2 separate regions of the Xenopus tropicalis genome follow, and region 2 is linked to region 1. A link is a contact called in public Hi-C data. All regions are on one chromosome and are shown on one strand. The core of a region is the stretch at or near the end of the contact, and the rest is flanking DNA. Distances in the headings are between cores, read along the strand shown. Region 1 has its middle 33 kb from the start of zbtb16. Region 2 holds the start of zbtb16 (zinc finger and BTB domain-containing protein 16).

Evidence for each region. A called contact is a pair of places that touch in the nucleus more often than the background predicts.
Region 2: a contact with region 1 is called in a Hi-C map of neurula embryo, with 1.5 times the contacts expected there. The contact joins the promoter of zbtb16 here to the enhancer-like site in region 1. A contact is called at or near these places in 2 of 5 Hi-C or Micro-C datasets (neurula embryo and tailbud embryo).

What each region holds. Positions count from the first base shown.
Region 1 is chr7:85,477,941-85,483,367 of UCB_Xtro_10.0, reverse strand. No RefSeq gene overlaps it. Among named protein-coding and RNA genes, the nearest start is that of zbtb16, 33 kb to the left of the region's middle. Within about 2 kb of position 2,692, at least 1 of the 11 cell types and tissues checked has an H3K27ac peak or open chromatin away from gene starts, as enhancers often do. A contact at or near this core is called in neurula embryo, where this site is marked.
Region 2 is chr7:85,510,466-85,515,892 of UCB_Xtro_10.0, reverse strand. It overlaps zbtb16 (zinc finger and BTB domain-containing protein 16), which reads right to left and starts at 2,078. Exons shown (of 7, transcript XM_004916097.4): 1 at 1,849-2,078. It overlaps LOC116412331 (a long non-coding RNA gene), which reads left to right and starts at 2,012. Exons shown (of 2, transcript XR_004223671.1): 1 at 2,012-2,100.

The sequences.
Region 1 (5,427 bases), core at 1,443-3,942:
ACGTATTTAAACAAATGCAATACATAATATCACAATTTATGAAATATATGAAATAAGGTACACTCAGCACTCACAGGGTAAAAACAGTACAAAATTGTACTGAAGAATCACAGTCCAAAAACACTGTTTGTTTAATACATTTTTGTCAAATTTTATATATATATATATATATATATATATATATATATATATATATATATATAATATTATCCATACTCTTACTGGAATTCTGACAGGTGATTTTATGCAAAGCATTGTTGCAAGCATAAAAAGGCAAGATATAGTTATAATCCAGATTTTTTTTTAGTCAGGTTATTATTAGACTTAAGAATCATTCTTAAAACCAAAAGACTGCAGGGATCTATCATTAGGAGGTCGAATCATGCAAGGTTTATCTTTCTTCGTGAGCTCTTGTTGTTTGGTCGCCTTTGTTTATTCATTCAAGAAGGTCAGAGTTCATTTACCAAACCAGAGTGGTGGAGCTGAACTGCATAATCCTACCCATTCATAGCTTACAGGGGATATTTAACCTTTTGGTGGCCAAACCTTGACAACGGTCTACATTTATCATATGGTGGTACACTCTCTGATATATGAAAAAGAAAGGCAAAACCTATATTTTTCTGTATGTTTGACTTTTTTTCTCTTAGAGCGGTTGTATGAGTACATTAACATAAATTATTTGCTAAAGCCATTTGATATGAGCTGCTGATACATTCCCTCCAAACTCGGCTTGCTATTGCGCTGTGGATGGACCCTGCTTGACCCATATTTGGCTGAAAATTGAGCAGACATCTCTTGGACAGGTTATAAAATCCAATTTGGGGGAGGACCACATTGGCTCATGGATCTTTAATATGAGTTACTTTGATATGAGTTACTTTGGCCGTGAGTTAAAATGTTTGCATGAGCAGATCTTTTGTGTGAGGTCACTATTTTTTAATTGATCAAAAATGTTCTGCCCATGAATGGATTTTTCCCAACATTTTGAGAAAAACAGAAAAATGTGCATGATTCATGAAAGAAATACAGACTTCTTGTAAAAGAGCCTTATTATCTGTAAGAAAATTCCCAAATACAAACCCACTAGCCCTTCTAAAAATCCATGACATTTCTATCTAGACTTGTCTTCCCCTTTAGAGGGGATCGATTTTCACATGCACATTTTTCTTCCTACTGAGTTGCAGGCTCTTTTAAGAGCCGCCTCTTGCAAGTAGCTCTACACTAATTTAGAGTCACTGAAGAATTCAATCTCACATTCTAACAAGCAACTCTCACTCACTGAAAGAGTGCTCCCCAAGGTCACTTCTTGAGAGTACCTAACAAGCCTCATATCCTGGGTAAAGAAACGTTTTTCCACTGGCAATTTGTTCCAGACTTATAGATTAATTAAACATGAATAAGAGAAACACTGAAAACCCTGCTTGTTGGATGCACTTGAGGACCCTGCCTTAAAGAGTAGTCTCTATTTATTAAGTTGCACACGTGGGAAGGCAATTTCACTCATAGTGAAACTGATTGAAACACTGAGATTACTTGCTGCTGGATGTATCACAGGATCGCAGTTTGTTTAGTAAAGGTTGAATTGACAAGTGTTGATTAGTTATAATAGCTTGGACTGCAAATCGCCTGGTGGTTTCTTCTACTAAATTGCAAAAGTAACCATCAATTAAACAGAAATTACATGTGAATCAGTAATATTACAATGGCTCATACATGAAATGCATTTTTAATATATGGGGAAATGTCTATAAAGATCAGGAGCAAAACATTCATATTCAAAATGTTGTCTGGTTTTAATTTCACCAGCTGCACTGCTTTTATCTGAAGAAAGTAAGGAGCAGTGTTTAACACAAAATGAAGAATGGTGGATCTTCCTAGTAGTGTTTCATATGGTGTCATAATTGGATGTCTGATCGCATACAGGTACCTTATCCGGAAACCCCTTATCCAGAATGCTCCAAATTATGGGCCCGCTATCTTCCATAGACTCCATTTTAAACAAATAAATATATATTTTTTTAAAGGATCTTTTTTCTTTGTAATAATAAAACAGTACCTTGTACTTTATCCTAACTATGATATAATTAATCCTTATTGGAGGTAAAACAATTTTATTGGGTTAATTTAATCTTTAAATTATTTTTTAGTAGACTTAAAGTCTAGAGATCCAAGTTACTGAAAGATCCCTTATCTGGAAAACCCCAGGTCCTGAGCATTCTGGGTAACAGGTTGCATCATTATCAATCATTAGAATGCACACTGATTCACATTTTTTATATTTACATACAATATTCTATCACCATGGATTTTTTTTAGCAAGTATCCAACAAAAATTCATATGGTCATAAATTAAAATGATTTTTATGTTGCTGCATTTTTAAGCTTGTTACTCTCCATAAGGCCTGTTATATGTTTGGAGGCAATCTTACTGATTGGATCTTCAGCTTTGCCTTTTTTATAGAAAGCTTGTTCACTGAAAGCTGTGAAATTGTATTTAATGACATTCGCAGTTACTACACACTTCAAACTTGGCTCGGTCACTGGGGAAAAACAAGCTGTCTTGAGTACAGTAGTGAAAGGGTTTCTAAACCTTTCATACCACGAAGAACTCTCCCAGTGGCAAAGCTGTGAATAAGTGCTGTTAATGAGTTAACACACTGCTAATGAGTTACTAATTCACTGCCAAAGTTATGTAAAGTAGGCTGTGAATAAACAAAACAAACTACACACTGCTTGTGGTTCTAAATGACATTGCATGATAGGGGGAGCAAAACAACTGTGTCCTAAGAAAGTGGCTCAAGTGAAAAGACAGTCCAAATGAAAAGGACCATAGGTATGTTGCAAAACTCCCTAGGTCTGGCCTATGCACAACTTCACAATCTGCAGTCTGTTGATGGATGCATTCATATTTCAACATTCTGCATGCAATAGTAAGTAAAGTCAAAGAAGTTTATTTGATTCTCTGGTAGTAGATTCAATTTATAGCTGTTAAATGATCCAAGAATATTTAAATACATTGTTAAAATCATTGTATGTGGTTCCTAAATTATATTTATTTCAAAAGAAATGATTGCTTACAAGGTATATGGGAGTAATTAGACTTTATATCCTCCTCAGCCCATTATGAAGACACTGCAATTGGTTGTCACAGTAGCTACACATTACTACAAGTGCTCTTCTGAACTCCAGGTACCATAAGTCACCATTTCCAAGGCACAATCCCTGTTATGGGCATTATCCTATCATGTTATATATGTTACTGGAGAAATGTCTCACAATGTGTTCACAGCTGGAATGAAACATAGGTGGTACTAAACAACACTTTAGGTGTTATGTAATAGAAGACACTGAGGGGGTAATGTAATAAATGGTGATAACTTTGCTACTTGTCTAGTAAGCCATATAGAAACCTATCAACAGGTAGCATTTACTGATCAGCTGTTTTAAAGCAAGCATCTGATTGCTATTACATTACCCCTTAAAGCAGAATGAATGGTTAAATCACTGGGGGGTGCCAAATGTTAGCCCCCCCATTGATCATAATTACTTACTTGATACCCCAGGCTGCTGCACCGGCCCAGGGTACTTATCAGCAAACACCACAGATTGATCCTCTTCTTCCACATTTTCCTTCATCAGTGCCCCCAGAATGTCACATGCGCAGTAGAGTGAAAAGGCAACTTTTTGCTTAAAGGTTAGCTTTACACTACACTACGAACATGCAGCTTGCATGGATAAAGGAAGAAAAAGCAGGAAGAAGATCACTCTGCAGTGCTTGCTGAAAAGTGCCCCATTTCTGCTGATGGGAGTACCGGCCCGGAGGAGGAGGAGGTGGAGGCTTTAGAACTTTTTTTCTGCTCCATTCCCCTGCAGAGATATGTTTTTTCAAAGTACCCCCTTGAAAGCCAGTGGCAAAATGTGCAAGTGCAATGTAAATATATGTTAACATTATTGCAGTAAAAAGGAAAGACAGTTGTTCCAATAATATAAAAAAAATAATATTTAAATGCCCCCAACGCAAGTGGCAGAGCACTAAAGGGCACCAGTTTGTATAACATTGTGCTCTAGCATTTGCATTTATAAATGAGGCTCATATTTGCCCACTGAATTTAAATGAGCCCTATTGTATTTTTGTGACTTTAAAAGGAGAGTGTTAAGGGAGGTCCTCCGTCCCATCTTTTGTTACGTAAACTCACTTTCTGCATTTTTGTTAAGTAAGTAACTATTTAAATTAAAAGTATGTGTTTGTGTTATGGATATCCTGATATGAAGATCTGATTGGTTGCTTTGGAAAGCAGTACAGTTAAAATAAATGAATAAAAGTAAATAAATGATAAAGAAATAGGCTTATAATGTTTAAATACTGCTTTACTGAGCTAACACTGTGCATGTATGAAAACACCCCGATATGTCCAAATGTTAAATTTATACAATTTATTTTTATTATTATCAAAAGAATTCTCCAATTTTTAATTTAATTTCAGAATTTTGTATTTTCCCACTTTCTAAACAGGCATTTAACTTTTTCTTGAAACAACCTAATGTATCTGCCAAATACAACAACCTCAGCAATAGAATGCTACAACTTAACAGCTTTCACTGTATAAAACCCTTTTTCAAACATGAAGATAGGACCTCTTTTCTTCTCATTTGAATGGATGCCCCTTGTCTGCTGGAAGGACCTGCTTGTGAATATAGCATTAGAGAGCTTAATGTATGGTCCTCTTGTATATTTATACATATTTATCACATGCCCCCTTAAGGGCCTTTTCTATAGTGTAAATAACCACAACTTAGCCAACCTTCCATACCCATTATTATTATTATTATTATTATTATTATTATTATTATTAACATTTATTTATAAAGCGCCAACATATTCCGCAGCGCTGTACAATAAGTGGGTTTCATACATTGGACATACAGAGTAACATATAAGGCAATCAATAACCGATACAAGAGGTGAAGAGGGCCCTGCCCAAAAGAGCTTACAATCTACATTATCAATTAGAACTGCTTTCTCATATCCTCTATTTCAATATATCTGTATTAAGGATTTGAGATCAATACTGCACTGTATACTCTAGATGGGGCCTTACCAGTGCTATGTAAAGAGGTAAAATACCCACTCCCTTTATGAGTCTATACCCTTTTAAATACAGGACAATACCGTTATTTATGTGCAAGTACCACCAGGTCCTACTCCATTAAGGATGTGTCTAACTTAATGCCATTAAGAATTTAAGTAGTTTGAATATTTTTGTATACCAAATACATATTACATTTATTAACATTGATAACTTCCCACCCAATCTACCAGCTGCCATGTACCAATAATCTGTGTTATTTACTAATTAGCTTTGTATTGTGACATTTATATTCTATGTGTACAGTATGTTGTGTTGGTCCCTAAACTCAGCCGCA
Region 2 (5,427 bases), core at 829-3,328, 33 kb before region 1:
CCCTTCAGCTGCTGTGAAACAACAACTCCCAGCACCCTCCTACTGGTGATGCTACGAGTTGTAGTAGAGCAACAGCTAGAAGGTTGCAGGCTAAAATCAGTGAAATGTATACTGACAATATCCTGCAATTGTCCTCTCTGCCGTACCCCACCTCCAATATACAGTGACAGAAATGTAGAGAGCACCAAATACTGACGCGGGGCTTTTAGCGCACGGAGCCCGGTATCCAGCTCAAAGATTCGTATAGAATGGAATTAGCGGCCAGACCGATCCAGATAGATCGCACTGTACAGACAGATACAGCAGGGATACAGGGGCGGGGCAGTTTCATAACAAAATTCTGGATAGAATTGAGAACATGATGTTTTATGGGGAGAGAGGGAAGCAATGGAAAGCACACATATGAATGAAATCTACAGGAATAATACTAAAAATGCACAAAAATAAAAATATTCCACGAGAAAAGGGGAGCGGAGGGAAAAGCTCGGGTTTTCATTCAACAGATGAAATGCAAAGAGACAGTGGGAATGGCAAGATATTGATGTCACAATCCAAGGGTGATCAAACGCAATTTTCTATTGTTTATCTATATAAAACGCAATAAATCACAGTTTCTCTATAGAATCCCATCTCCCGAAAGAAAACCTGGACCAGCAGACACAAACAAGTGCAAACACCATGCCCGTCTCAGAGCAGCAGCAGGAAAGCGAAATCTCACTGTCTCCCTGCAGCGCACGGAATTTATTCTAAGAAATGATATTGTCTCCCTGCAGCGCACGGAGGAGTCTGCACCTTACAGCGAAATAGCGCCATGCCCCCTGCATTGCACAAAGCGCTTAAAGTTAATCCCAATGTGCGTGAGTTGCTCAATGGTAGGGCAGCGGGGCTCTCAGAATCAGTGTGCGACATTATGATAACACTAACAATAATCAATGTGCACCCACTGGGACAGCCTGCGCCTAGGATGGCAGGACAGCGCTGGGGCTAAGGGATGCCCTATTGTGCCTTGTAGAAAAGCGATCTGTATTAGTACCAGATGTGGATCTGTACGAATTCTAATCCAAGATGATGAACTGTATCGCAGCCTTTCCTGCAGTGCACAATAGAGCATCCCTCAAATCAGTATTCGCAAGCCATAGCTCTGTCAGTACTCAGTAAGTGTGCACCTCACCGGCTCTCTATCCTCACCTAATAATAGTGATCATAAGGATAATAACGGGGCTCCTGTGTGCCGGGAGTGTGGCGGCGCATACACAATTAGCGCTATCCTGCCAATAAGCAGCTAATTCGGGATTTCTGATGAACTTTTCCAGCGCTTTGTGCCATGCAGAGCGCACGGATCTCACACAGCAGCAGCTGAAGTTGACTTGGGATCACTATAAAAAGTGATGGAGGGAGAGCACTTAACGTGCACAACTAAACCCGTACAGGACAATAATATGCTTGCATTGTCAGTGTAAAGGGGAAACAGACAAACGTCATGAAGTATGCATGTACCCAGCGCAACTCCGACTTTCCGGAGCCTGAGCAATGCAAGCTCCCCTCAGTGTAAGTGCAAGCATGGCTATAGACACAGACGTGACCTACCCACCCTCGGCTAGGGTTACCTTTCCCACAATGTCCAGACAAGCGGAGGCTGCCGAGGTACAGTGAGAACTATAACGCAGCAAGGTCTCAGGTTGAGCATGCTTGTATCAGAACACTATAACCCAGCGTATTGTATTACTGTACTCAGCCACTCAATCCAATCACAGCCTCTTGTAGCCGCTATCAATAAGAAATGCCCTTATGATAAGTTTAGGGAGTAGCTCACTTTGTAGGAATAAAAGGCTCACTAGCTGCACTCACCTCAGATGGGCTTCTTCCTTTGCTAGCTCTCTCTGCAGGCATGTATGTGAGTAGAGATGCGCTGTTTAAAGCAGCAGCCTAATCCAAACAGTTCGCAGTGCCCGCTCTCATGCTCACTAACTCCTCTCTCCTTTAAGGTTAGCAAATCAACACAACGATGACGTCAGGCCGGCGCCTGGCCCACGTGACTCTCTCTCCCCATGCTGGAGCGGCCGGCCGCCATGCTTACTCCTGGCTAGGAAGGAATGGAAGGTTGGTGTCAGTCAAGAGTGGTTGGAAAGGGAGCATCAGGTGCTCTGAAGATTCAAGCGGCAGGGAATCGGCGGGTTTCAGTGTGGGTTAGACATAATAGTTCTCGGCAAGGCGGTAGTTTATGGAATTCTGTGGGTAGAGAATAACAGCGCAGCCTTGTCATGAGCCGAGACCTCGCAGCATTTCCATTCATTAAGTACTGAACCGTGAATGCTAATGTGTCTGTAGGGGTAACAACAGCGAGTGCTTCTATATACAGTAATAAATAGTCTGCGTTCTCTTGTTAAAGGAATACTATAATCACATAGGTCCCCTTACTTGTACCCGGTGTATTCTGTCTGCGCTTTCAGAAGTGTCCTTTAGACATTCCACTGTGGCTGCTTGGTTCCTTTACCATATTTAACTGTCTTATCTAAAGCCCATTGCTAATGAGGGTCTTTAAAAGAACAGTGGCGTTATACAATTCGTTTTGTGATTTTTTTCATTCTTATAAAGGAAGGTACAGTTGACCCAGGGACATGAATACTAGGAGACACATTCGATCCTACATTGTATATAGGGGATCAAATGGTGTGAGTGAGGCTTGGTGCCCACCTTCTCCTTAAATGAGGTTCATGTAAGGCAGGACAAATGAGAGATCAAGTATAGCATTAATGTGTATATTAAGGGCCCTTACACATGGTTTTTTTTTTTCTTACATGTTTGAGATGCTGGTTGGAACGCACTTAAAGGGGAACTCTGGCTTTGGAACCAACATTTTTAAAAGAGCCCCACATATCACTGAATAAATACCATTTTTATATGCTGAAATCAAGCTGCAAAACAGTTCTTCCCTTTCTGCATCATTTGCAGGGGAGGAGGGACTAAAACACATGTTAAAAAAAAAAAAAAAATTCTCCACAGCTTACAGACAGAATGCAGGAACTACATTACCCACAAAGCACTGTGATGTTCTTTTCCTTATTGACATCACGTGTGCAGGGAATTGTGAGATTTGGAGGATTCAGGCTGAGGACAGTCGACTACTGTTAAATTTTTATTTTTAATCTCAAAGTAGTCAGCCAGATCAGCAGGAGAACAGGGGGCCAGGCTTAGGTACCTGTTCCAAACCATATTATTACATTAAAAATCATCAAAAGATGCATATTTTTGAATTGATGTATATTGCAAAGTTGCTTGAAATTATGTTTATTTTTCAAAAAGCTTAATTTGTGTTTGGCGCGGAGTTCCCCTTTAAATGCATCAAATAATTGATTGCGTTACATACTGCTTGTTTGTATCTACGTGTGTTTAGATTTGTGTTTTATTGCAATTAAGATGTTCTGTGGTATTTTTTTTTTTTTTTTTTTTTTTTAAAACCCAACATCCTTTTGTTCAGAATAAAGAGATGTATTTTGGGCTTACATGGATTTAGTTCAATATATGACATTTTTATTATTGTATTCTTGTGATGTCCACAACTGTATTTCAGTTCTGTAGATCCTAGCAGGGATTATTAAGAGAATAATTGGGCTTTTCATATTATGTGGGTTTAGTCTTAGGCTTTATGCTATTACTTACTTCTTCGTCAACAAGACAGCAAAAGACTAGATATGCTTTTAGGAGGCTGGTTATGCATTGAGTGTCTGGAGATTCTTGGGAACTTCAGTGGCTTTTGCTGTAGCACTTTTAAATGTAAAATGTAATAATTTAAAGAAGCAGTAGGCTAAATGCAGCTCCTTCTGATATTGAACTAAAACCCCGATCATCCTCCGACAGTTAGTTGGAAGTCTATTAGATGTTCTTCCCTTGGGAGAAATATTGACACTTCTGTTAAGCTTTTTAGTTGAATATTATCCTTTGTCTTTATCACAGACTAATTTTACCAGAATCAATGTTAATATATTTAACATGTAATAATTACCTAATACAATACCAAGGGAATTAATATGAACAGTATGTATTCAACATTTTAAAATTACACAGTGTTGCTGGAAATATATGCTTCTTTAAAACTCTGTATATTAATAAAAAAAAAACACTCTTTATCTTAAAACTGAAAAAAAGATTTCCTGTGGAGCAACAGTCCTTTTTATAAATCCCTGCAACATTTGTTAAAAATGTCTAAGTTTAAAGAAATGATCAGTTAAGTATAATTTACTTGGTTCAGGTGACACTAAAATCTAAGCTGGATGAGGAGTTAGGTTTCACTGTTAGATGAGGGTTGCAGATTTAGATACTTTTATAAGTGTGTATTTGGTTACCTTATGAATTGTGGATTTTTATATATTTGCACCTGGGTTGTATTTACGCCAGTAGAGAAAACCAAATATGCTGCCTTTGACATGCTTGGGATCATCCTGTTAGGGCACACAGCAGATTTTGGTGCAAAAATGCATGCTTTTGCACTTATGCACCAAAATCCACTGTGTGTCCACTGACAGGTCTATCCTGCACCCACATATATATATATATATATATATATATAATTTGTAGAATAGAAATAGTGAAGGTTTGCTATGAAAAATACATTGTATAGTTAGCAGAACTCTTAGTCAGAATGTGTGGGATGTTTTATTAGAGATCTAGATTGTGTCAATTCTGTCATGGCAAACAATAACCACCAACAAGAATTGTTAAGAATTTTGCAAATTTGGGGGTCTGAGTACTTGGCAGCCCCCACCCACATATAACTTGTCTTGTTATTCTAGATGTTATTGTCCAGATGAACTCATGTGGACCATGAATCATAAGTCAGTGGGGAATTCAGAAAGATCAAAACAATGTCAGTTCTCATTTTTTTTTTTTCATTCTTCCATTCCCCCTTTAATCAACCCACATCTGACCTTTAGGTTCTAGTTTTTTGGGGTTTTTTTTAACCTTGCCATGGCAGCAGTTCTGATTCTAAGTTTGTAAAAAGTGTATTTCCACACTAAAATTGCCCTGTTTTATAATATTGTTTTATAGACTAAATTCTAATGCAACTTGTCAAGAGGAACAGCATATCATAACCCACGGAATTGCATAGAAAACCTTGAGCTAGTTGTGTTCAATACCCTTCATATTTACTTTGGCTTGAAAAGTCTTTCTGACTGTCACACCCATTGGAGAAATCCATATGAGACGTACAGATTCATATGAGCTGTATGGAAACGGTTATAGAGTGCCACATATTGGCTATCTGATATATTTTGTGTACATGTGGCTTCTGAGTTGATTGGACCCATGAATAGATAGTGTGAAATAGGTGGGACACCTAAATCATAAATGTAATTTACTCAAAATGAGTAGAGATGGTCTTTAACCTGTTAAGTGTTTGTTTTCATGCATGTAAAGGATAAGAGCAAA